2 separate regions of the Mus musculus genome follow, and region 2 is linked to region 1. Evidence: chromatin contacts called from public HiChIP or PLAC-seq data. All regions are on one chromosome and are shown on one strand. Each heading gives the region's core, a stretch centred on a gene start, on an enhancer-like site or on the middle of the called end of the contact. The rest is flanking DNA. Distances are from core to core; before and after follow the strand shown. Region 1 has its middle 26 kb from the start of Gm39576. Region 2 overlaps Slc25a12 (solute carrier family 25 (mitochondrial carrier, Aralar), member 12).

Region 1 (5,012 bases), core at 1,050-3,549:
TCAATCTCATTAGACTACTTCATGCCGATTAGAAGCATTGAATTCCTTGGGGGCAAGTTGATCCTCATCATCAGGATATCCAAGTTCTTCTTCAAGTCTTTTTGCTCATGACCACTTGGTAACCAATTGCAGCAGCTAGGGGAGCAGCAGCCACCTCTCTCATGGCTCTGGTATTTATATGTCCTGAAGAGTCCCCAGAATTCCAAATGTACACTATCTTCAGCTGGGAAAATCACACCCCTGCCAGAGCACGGGACAAATCATAATCAACTGCTGTGGACAATCTGAAGCAGCCCCATATCCCACGCCTGGACTTAAAACAAAAACATATCCACATAACACTCGTGTGTTTTTAAAGAAACCAAAGTTCCCACTACAGTACAAGGCTTGGCAGAAAGCTATAGCAGCAAGTGCTTCCAGCTGGAGGAGTGGTCCTCTATCCAAAGAGCGATCTGCTTAATAGCTCCACCTAGAAGGAAAATGGTGGAGGATGGATGGAACTTCTCTGTCCTTTGACATTTCTATTGTTGAGGTCTGCACCACCCTGCTCCCAGCCTAGCTGTAGCCATTTTGTTCCATGCCTGCCAGCTATTTCATATCGTTGCTGTAATATGCCTGCCAGTTATTGACACAAAAATAACTTAACTCAGAGCAAGGTCATACTGACCATATCCCCTGTTGTGCTCTGTATGTTCTGTATGAGGCTTGTTAATCTTAAGAAATTCCACAAAGCTTTATTTAGGACCTATCAAGTTAAAGGTCCATCTGGACTGTTATGTCTAAAATGGCTTGAGTTAGAACTGACCACCAAGTAGCACTTCTTGTACCTGTGTGTGAACTCATTGTGGCTTCTTTCCTTTTTCAGCCTATCCTGAGAAGTGTTTGTGGTCATAGTTCTCAACCTTTCTAAGGCTGCCGCCGCCCTTTAATACAGTTCTTCATGTTGTAGTGACCCCCCACCATAACATTATTTCATTGCTACTTCACAACTGTAATTTTGATACTGTTGTGAATCATAATGTAAATATGTGATATTCAGGATATCTGAGATGCTACCCTGTAAAAGGGCATTCAACGCCCAAAGGGGTGGAGACTCACAGGTGAGAACCACTGGTCTAAAACAAAGTTCTTATGGTCGACTTCAGTGTTGTCTCCTGCATGCGAACCCTCGTTGATTAATACTTCACTTCATTTAATGTTCAGGATACTCACATTCCTGCTGACCCAATGCTCTGAGGGAGGAAGCAATGGCGTCATGCAGCCTTCATCTCTCCAGCCCTCCTGCTTTCTGGTATGGCCCTATTTCCGTAAATGTTTAAGCTTGGGAGGAGACGCTGAAGGCGACAGGCTAACTGTGCGGGTGGTATGGGCATAGCTTCCTCTCCTGCTCCTTCCCTATCTTCTTTCTCCTCTAGCGTCTGTGTTTTCTTGTTTTTCTGCAAACATGTTACGTGAAGTCTTGAGATGCATCAGAGGGTAAAGGCACTTGCAGACAGCCTGAGTTCAGTCCGCAGAACGAACAGATTGAACGTGACAGAAGAAAAGAACCAGATTTGCACACAGTGTCCCCTGACCCCCAAAAGGCCCTCATACACACACACACACACACACACACACACACGGGCACATGCAAAAGACATAAATACAATATATCTCTTTCCAGTGCTCTGTCATTGGAATATATTTTCAATCCAAGACTACTTAAATTTTTTATTAGCTTGTTCATTATCTTTTAGAAATAGGAATTTATGCATCCTAAGATGGCCTCAAATTCCCTATGTACCTGAGGCTAACTCTAACCTTTCTCATCCCCCTGCCTCCACCATCTTAAGTTGTTAGACCATGCTTGTTTCGTGCACGTCACCTCCCTAAGACCATTTTCAAAAGCTGTTTAAAAGAAAAAAAGGAAAGGTAAAATTCACATGCAAGAAAACCAGTGAAAAAAAGGTCTGGCTTGTGTCCAACATAAACTGAGCTCCTCAACAACTGCTGCAGGACGGGGCCTGATTGACCTTGGCTCAGTCTTCTGCCCCATCACATCTGGGCTCAGGCGTTTGGTGAGTTCAAAGGGAGGGAAGGGAGTGGCAGGTCTGAGGCTTGGCCAAAGTCAGTATGATTAGACCACCTGTGTCTGCTCATGGGCCTCCTTTTCCAGGATGTTCCAAGAGAATGACTTTCAGGCCCGGGGGGGGGGGGGGGGAATCCTGCTTTGTGGGAAATTCCACACTTCTCAAAGACAGAAGGATTTGTAAGCCATTTTAGTAATGGAGACTGGGAACCCACACAGGCATTGGCTGGAAAGAATGCTGCATACTTTTGACAATCCCTGAGCTTTTCCAGATGAGAACGCTAAGGGTGAGGGGCAGGCAGAGCTGGGGGAGGGGAGGGCACACCTGGGAGGTCCCAAGGATTTCACTGCAGCATGTCAGAACCATAACGCAACTTGGTCAAATTTCCTGGGTCCGGGGTTGGATGGTTTCTGAGTTCGCAGGACCAGAGTCAATCAGCAGACTCCGTGAGCGCTCCCTGAGGTTGGAAAGTATCTCTTGATAATACTTAACGGAACGCTTCCCTCGTTCGCTAGATTTTGGGTTTCGCTACCTTTCTGAGGAGCTGCGGTTCTTTCTAAGAAGCCATCAGGTCCTGTCCCTGCTCCACAGATCTCAAGGTAAACCTTTCTCCAGACCGTGACTGACTCGAGGTCAGCGGTGACTCTGATCTTCCTACATCCTTAGGCCGTGGGGATGATGATAAAAAAGAACGAAATGAAATCTGGATTCAAGAGTGATTTTCCAGAGAGGCAACTCTATCTTACAGAATCCATCACCAAAATGCAAGGTCTCAAGGCAGATTCAGTTCAAAGGATCTGAACAAACGTCTTCCAAACACTGAAATCTACGGAGGGCACGTGCCCTCTGACCTTCCTGGAGATCATAGGCACTTAATAGTTGCTAGCCAGGGAGGAGTCACAGTCCTCACTGGGAAAGCTCTCGCTCAAGCAAATAATCTACCACCCAAGTTCATACAGGTGACTTAATAAAATGCAATGCGGGGAGGGGCGGGAGGTGGGGGAGAAAAGGAAAAGAGGACGGCAGGGGATAGAATCGAAGTACTTTTTATTTGTAGGGCTAAGAAAGAATAAATAAAAATGTTTATAGAATGGATAAAATATTTTAGAGATGGGTTCTATTTACATAGGTCTCCAATATGTAACCCCTCTCTCAGCAAGATGAACGTGATACATTATTCTTTTAACAATGGTGCTTTTGACATTGCATCTTCTGGTACCCACGCTCGGATGCTTCTGATGAGGATAACTAACTTACAGCGATTGGCAGCATTTCCTTGGCTGAGACTAATCTATAGGTTTATGAGGGGGAAGGGGGAAAAGGTTAAAAGCAATTAGACTGAGGTGAGCTTGTAAAACAATCAATTAAAGACCTGAAGGGGGCGGAGGACACGCGCAGTTCTCTGCCAGGGCAAACTCACTTTGTGATGAATGTCCTGACCTATAACATTAATTTCCAGGGTGCTGAACCAATCAGACCGAGGCTTTGCCTGACTGTTCCCGCTTAAGACTATTTTAAAGCACAAAGTGAGACTTGACTTAAGATTAACCTTTCTGAAATAAATAGTTCTGACTTTTTGCTGGGGGAATGGAAGAGTTAGCTGCTGTCATACAGATGTATTTTCTCACAAAATGTACAATTATGATTCTTTAACATTTTGAAAAGAGAAGATCAAGGCAATTTGCTTTTAAAACCACAAAAGTTTGATATTTAGCTTCAGGTTAAACTTTAAGAGTTTAGTGTTCTCATCATCTGCAGTTTGGATGTGTCCCCCCCACCCCTTTGACTTTAAATCTTTGTTGACTTCTGCCAGTTTACTTAAAATTCTACTACATGAATTTTCGTGGGCAGTCAATAAGCTCCTCTAGCCTTTGTATATATGTTTTAAAAAGCCAAAACAACAAAAACAACTTTGGATCTAAAATAATGGCACACACCTCAGTACCAAGAGATCAAGGCAAGTAGATCTCTGCAAGTTAGAGACCAACTTTGTCTACACAGAGATTTCCAGGGCTACACAGTAAGACCTTGTCTCAAAATTAAACACCTCTGTTTCTCTTCCGTCTCTCTTTCTTTCTCAATCTCTCTCTCTGACTCTATCTGTCTCTCTGTTGTCTCTGTCTATGTCTATTTGTCTGTCTGTCTGCCTGTCTCTCTCTTCCTCTGTCTGTCTATCTGTTTCTCTCTGGACCTGGTTTTAGGATTTAACAATGCTACAACCTTTCAAGAGTTAAAAGTATATAGCAATACAGACACACGAGGGTACTATACCCAACCCTAGCCAACTGGGAGACATTTTCTAACATGATCCTTCTTGGAGTTGGGCCAAAGGGAGAATGGATGAAGAGGGTGGCCTTTCAAAGAAAAACATTGACAAACTGACTTCTCCCTTCAAGCAGTCCTTGCATTAGCATCGTTTTAAAATGTCAATTTAGCATTTCTCTTTTTTTAATTGCTCTGTAGTCATTGCTTTTATTTTTTATTTTTAATTTTTTAATTTTATGTTCATTGATATTTTGCCTGCATGTGTGCCTGTATGAGCGTGTTGCGTCTCGTGGAACTGGAGTCACAGACAGTTGTGAGCTGCCATGGGGGTGCCGGGATTTGAACCCATCCTCTGGAAGCGTCATCTCTCTGGCCCCTGGCAGTTGCTTTCTTAAATGTAACCTCCATATTCTTTGAGAAAGCAAAATGGAAATGGTGATCATTTATAACATAAAACAAGTAACAAGGGTTTGCATAGTTAGCAATTCAATGAAAATGACAGTTCTGGAGATCAGCTGTGAGTGGGATCAGACATACCAGGTCACTGGGGTAGGGGTCCCCACTGGGAGGAAACTTTTCCTTTCTCCTGAAATATCAGTTCTATCAAATATCTGATTTGGTGCTGGCAAAAACCATTAAAGGCACAAATAGAGGAGGGGGCTGGTGTGGGCTAGCCTC
Region 2 (4,759 bases), core at 536-3,035, 170 kb after region 1:
CAACCTAGCTTGAAATAAACAATATTTGCACTCAGAATAATGCTGGACTTCTTCACTAGCTGCCGCTCTCAAAAGCACTGGAGAGGCACCTCTGTCCAGAGCCATCATGCCCTGACCACATGACTTCAAAGGCCAGTCCTGAAGTCGGCTTGTGTTTTAATCCTGGCTCTACTACAAACCCACTCATCTTAGTCCTTAGACAGGCTCATTCTTTCCCTAGGACTCTAGATCATGCACGCTTCTGTGCAATAAAGATAAAGTGAGCCTTTGATATGTTGAAAGAGCAGGTCTATAAGCAAAGGAGCAAAAGCAAAAAAAGCAAAGCGGGGCTAGAGAAATGGAGCACCATAAAAGCATCCCACTGCTCTCGCAGCAGATGAGTTCAGTGACTCACAAACGGCTGGAAGTCTAGCTCCAGGAGACAGAGTTAATAAAATAATGAAAATCAACCTTAACAAAAGAACAAACTGTTTGAGATATTTAGCACTATCAGTACTTGAATTCTAGATGCTGATAACAATAAGAATATTCTAGCAGTTCTTGTTACACATGTCTTTCCTTGCTCTTCAGCATTTGGCATAATAGGACACATGTAGATATTTGTTTGTTTTTGTTTTTGAAACAGGATCCCTATATCCTGGGCTGGCCTGAAACTCTCTATGACCTTGAACTTCTCATCCTCCTACCTTGATCCCCCAACCATTCCCACCTACTCCCCCGACCCCACCCCACCACACCCCACCCCATCCCCGTTCAGGGACTGCATAGATGACTACCATGCAGTGCTAGATATCAGACCAGGACCTGAGACCAGCTGGGCGAGCACTCTACCAACTGAGCTAAATCCTCAGTCCCTGGACAGGTTTGATGAAGACGGGCCGGGGTGGAAAGAGAGGGCCACAGTAGTCATGGGGTTACTGCAAGTGGCAAGGGACATCAATACAAAAGAAATCTGACAGCAGACTTGAAGGAGGCTGGCAAGCCAACCACCGCTACTGGAACATGACTGCCCAAAACGAAGCCAGAGCGTCATGAAGACCAAAGGAGTGGGGCGGAGGTGGGGCGGAGGGAGACAGCATATCTGATTTCAATCTGAGTGGACGGCTGCAGAAATGAGAAAAATCTTTGTTCCTATCTGGGAGAGGGGCTAATTGGAGAAAGAAATAAGAAGAGAGTGTGGGCTGAGGGTATGGTTCACAGGTACGGCATTTGCACACCGTGGAGGAGGCCCTGGGTTTGATACCTAACACCACCAAAAAGGGTGGTCGGAGTGGGGGTGGGCAGGAGGACGATGACACACGACACAGGACAGAGAAGCATGTAACTGTGTGTTCCCGTTTCCTATTTATAAAAGACAAAAGGAAGAAACAAGAGAATGAGAGGGTGGATGGAGTGGATATAGTTTCCGAGATGGCTCAGAGTGTAAGAGAGCTTGCTACCCAAGCATGAGACCCGAGTTCAAATTCCTAGTACCCACATAAAAGACCAAGGGTGACCATGCAAATTTCTGTAACCATAGCACTTGGGAGGCAGAGGCTGGAGGATTGCTGGAACTTGTTGACTGTCAGTCTCCCTGCAGGTTCAGCAAGAGAAGGTGTACATTGGTTCTTGTAGGTGCCCCTATCCCTACTCCATAGTCACCATACACCACACTCACAAACATAGAAAAAGTGATTGGATGGATGGATGGATGCAGACTCCGGATGGATGCAGACTCCAAAATGACTAGGACAAGAACAGAGGAATTTTCCCCTAATTGGTTAAAGACAAGAAGAAGCCAATCACTGGGCGAGAAGGAGGCGGACCTTCCTGGTCAAAGAGAGGAAAGGGGAAAGCAGGAGTAGGGGACTTCCTTTTGGACGGTGGAAGCCAGGTAACCAAGATGTCGCCCGGGGGCTGTTAGTTCAGGTGGCGGAGTCCACTAGAATCCACCACTGGAAGATTTCTAACATAGAGTAGTTGGTAAATGCTAGGATGCTAGATTCTGTGCCCAGTGATTGTGTTATTCGTTTGGTTCTAAACTAAGATTGTCTGGTGTTTTCCATCTCGTGGCAATTCAACTGAGCTCCAGGGAAAGGTAACCACGGCAGAGTGTGGGTTTGGAAGAGTGCGGCGCCCCAGCTAGCCATGAAAATTTAGGAGTGCTGAGCAGGTTTGGCAGCAGCCAGCTGCGGGGAGAGAGCTATCTTGGAGATCTGGAGAGGCCTTGGCAAAGAACAACATTCGGGCTCAGTACCGGGCTGGGACAAGACTGAGACCACGAGCGGTGCCTAGCTGGCGATAGCGTGTGCTGTATTTTATTTACTACGCACTTCAGAGAAGGATTTTTAATTTCAGATTATTTGCATATACTAATGGGAAATCTTTTTACTGCTGTTATTTTTGTTGGGTTGTTTGATTTTTTTTTTTTTAAAAGGCAGGGTCTTAGGTAGTCTAGGCTGGTCTCAAACTCTATATAGTAGACGCTGTTCTTCTTGCCTCTCCTCTCTCTAGTGCTGGGATTACAGGTGTGCGCCACCATACCCGGCAAAGCTATTCTTCTTGCCTCCCCTCTCTCTAGTGCTGGGACACTAAAGAGACCGCCACACCTGCCCCTTAAAGTATCCAAAACTAAAGTCCCACTGTTTCATGCATACTCTGAAGGTTCGACTGAAAAATGTTCCCATAGCCTGGGGCATTTGGACACTTGGTCCCTAGCTGGTCGCTGTCTGGGGAGGTTTAGGTGGTATAGCCTTGTGTGTCCCTGGAGGCGGACTTAGAAATTAAAAAATTAAAAACTTCCCATCAGCTCCATTTCCCTCTCTGCTTCCGGCTTGTGTTTGAAGAGGTGAGCGCTCAGCTTCGGGCACCTGTAGCCATGTCTGCTGCTTGCCTCCTTGCCACGACAGGCTCATTCCTCTGGAACCGTCAGCCCAAATAAATTTCTTGTAGAAGTTGCCTTAGTCATAGTGCTTTATCCCAGCAAGAAAAAAGTAATCTACACACCTTTCTGTAAGCAGCCCGAAGGTGACTTTAATGCCTTTTTTCACTGTGCTTGTGTCTTGATCTCAGCCCATTACATTAGGTATAGAATTTGCTACCCCTATTATCAAATCAATGCTCAAAAACTTGCATTCTGGGCTGGTGAGATGGCTTAGTGGGTAAGAGCACCAATTGCTCTTCCGGAGGTCATGAGTTCAAATCCCAGCAACCACATGGTGGCTCACAACCATCTATAATTAGAAACAAATAATAAAGAATCTATGGGCCAGATGGAGCAGGAGAAAGGGAAAGAGGGGAGGGAAAAAAGTTAAAAATTGGAAAAAAACAAACTTCCATTCTGAAGCATTTCAGGCCTCAATGTTTAGGAATAGCAATCAATGTTCAACCTATGCTACTTAAGAACAGGGAGGAAACACAGAACACATCAGGTTCTTAGTAACAAATTACCTTCCAGAGGTATGTGTTCTTCAGTGTCTGAGCCTAGCTACCAGGACAAGCCTGCCCTGAATACACAGTGAAAGTAGGTGGGATCCAAAGAGTCCCCAGGATCCCCTCTGACTGTAAAATCCAGGAAACAGCAGCATTAGCACAAGCTACCAAGGACACAGAAGCCAAGGAGGAAAACAAATGGTTTTGTTGACATGCTCTGACTCCGGCCTTGCCAGTACCTACAGTTATAAATGATGCCAGAGAACAACTCCCCCTCAGGTACTCTGCCAGGGTTTCCTCTGACTCTCCTAGTCTGCTTTAACTTGATTTTAACTGAAAGATAGAGTGTGGAGCTGAGGGGGGGCGGGGGAACCCTAAGTCTTCTCAACCGCAGGAGTCAGTTCTTGACTTCCACAGAAAGCAGTGAACTAATTAACCCATTACATTAGAGGCAATTACTTGGCAATGTCAGGAAGCCTGTTGCCTGAACAGACAGAACCAAAGAGAGTACTGAATGGAAACTAGAAGCTACCCAGAGTTGGTTAAAATGCTAAAACGAATTAGATGTTAGCTGTCACTATAACAATAAGTGACACCGAGGCTGCAGAGCAGGTCTACCTTGGGAGAGCACACACTTAGAATGATCAATACCCAGTGCCAGCTCCTGCACACACTCACATTCATACACTCACACATGCATACTCACACACTTGGACACAGTCATACAAACACACATACTTGCACACTCATACACTCACACCCATGCATAGACTCATTCATTTCTTTATGTACATTGAAAGAGTGCACCCGGGGCACAGTGCAGTGAAAGTCAGGGCAGCTTTCAGTGATGGGTTCTTTCCTTCCACCACCGAAGTCCCAGGGTTCAGACTCAGGTTATCAGACTTGATAGCAGGCAGTTTCAAAATCTGAGCCACCTCGCCAGTGCTGTGCACGCATAAATCATTAGACTCTAAAGAGGATCAGGTGTGCTTGAGCGGAACCCTTAGCAACAAAATAAAATCGAGGTGCCGTGTGTGTGTGTGTGTGTGTGTGTGTGTGTGTGTGTGTGTGTGTGTGTGTGTGTGTGTGCCGTGTGTGTGTGTGTGTGTGTGTGTGTGTGCCGTGTGTGTGTGTGTGTGTGTGTGTGTGTGTGTGTGTGTGTGTGCGCGCGCGCGCGCGCGCGCGCTAGAGCCAGCCTGGTAATTATGTTGAACACAGATTTCTTATTTTTACTTTTTAGGAAGGAAAGGTAACTTGTGGGGATGCTTGCTTTTAGACCTTGCACTAGGGAACCTGAGGCCAGCCTGACCTATACAGTGAGCAAGAGCCTGTCTCAAACAGAGAGACT

Evidence for each region. HiChIP or PLAC-seq counts read pairs in DNA pulled down with a chosen protein or histone mark.
Region 2: a contact with region 1 is called in an H3K27ac HiChIP or PLAC-seq map of embryonic stem cells, with 20 read pairs. The contact joins two enhancer-like sites. A contact is called at or near these places in 4 of 115 datasets of contacts at active chromatin or transcription factors (embryonic stem cells and microglia) and 2 of 9 other capture datasets (adipose tissue and liver).

Annotation. Positions count from the first base shown.
Region 1 is chr2:71,178,697-71,183,708 of GRCm38.p6, forward strand. No RefSeq gene overlaps it. Among named protein-coding and RNA genes, the nearest start is that of Gm39576, 26 kb to the left of the region's middle. Within about 2 kb of position 2,300, at least 9 of the 459 cell types and tissues checked have an H3K27ac peak or open chromatin away from gene starts, as enhancers often do. A contact at or near this core is called in embryonic stem cells, where this site is marked.
Region 2 is chr2:71,346,111-71,350,869 of GRCm38.p6, forward strand. The region is part of intron 2 of Slc25a12 (solute carrier family 25 (mitochondrial carrier, Aralar), member 12); the gene reads right to left. Among named protein-coding and RNA genes, the nearest start is that of Slc25a12, 19 kb to the right of the region's middle. Within about 2 kb of position 1,786, at least 11 of the 459 cell types and tissues checked have an H3K27ac peak or open chromatin away from gene starts, as enhancers often do. A contact at or near this core is called in embryonic stem cells, where this site is marked.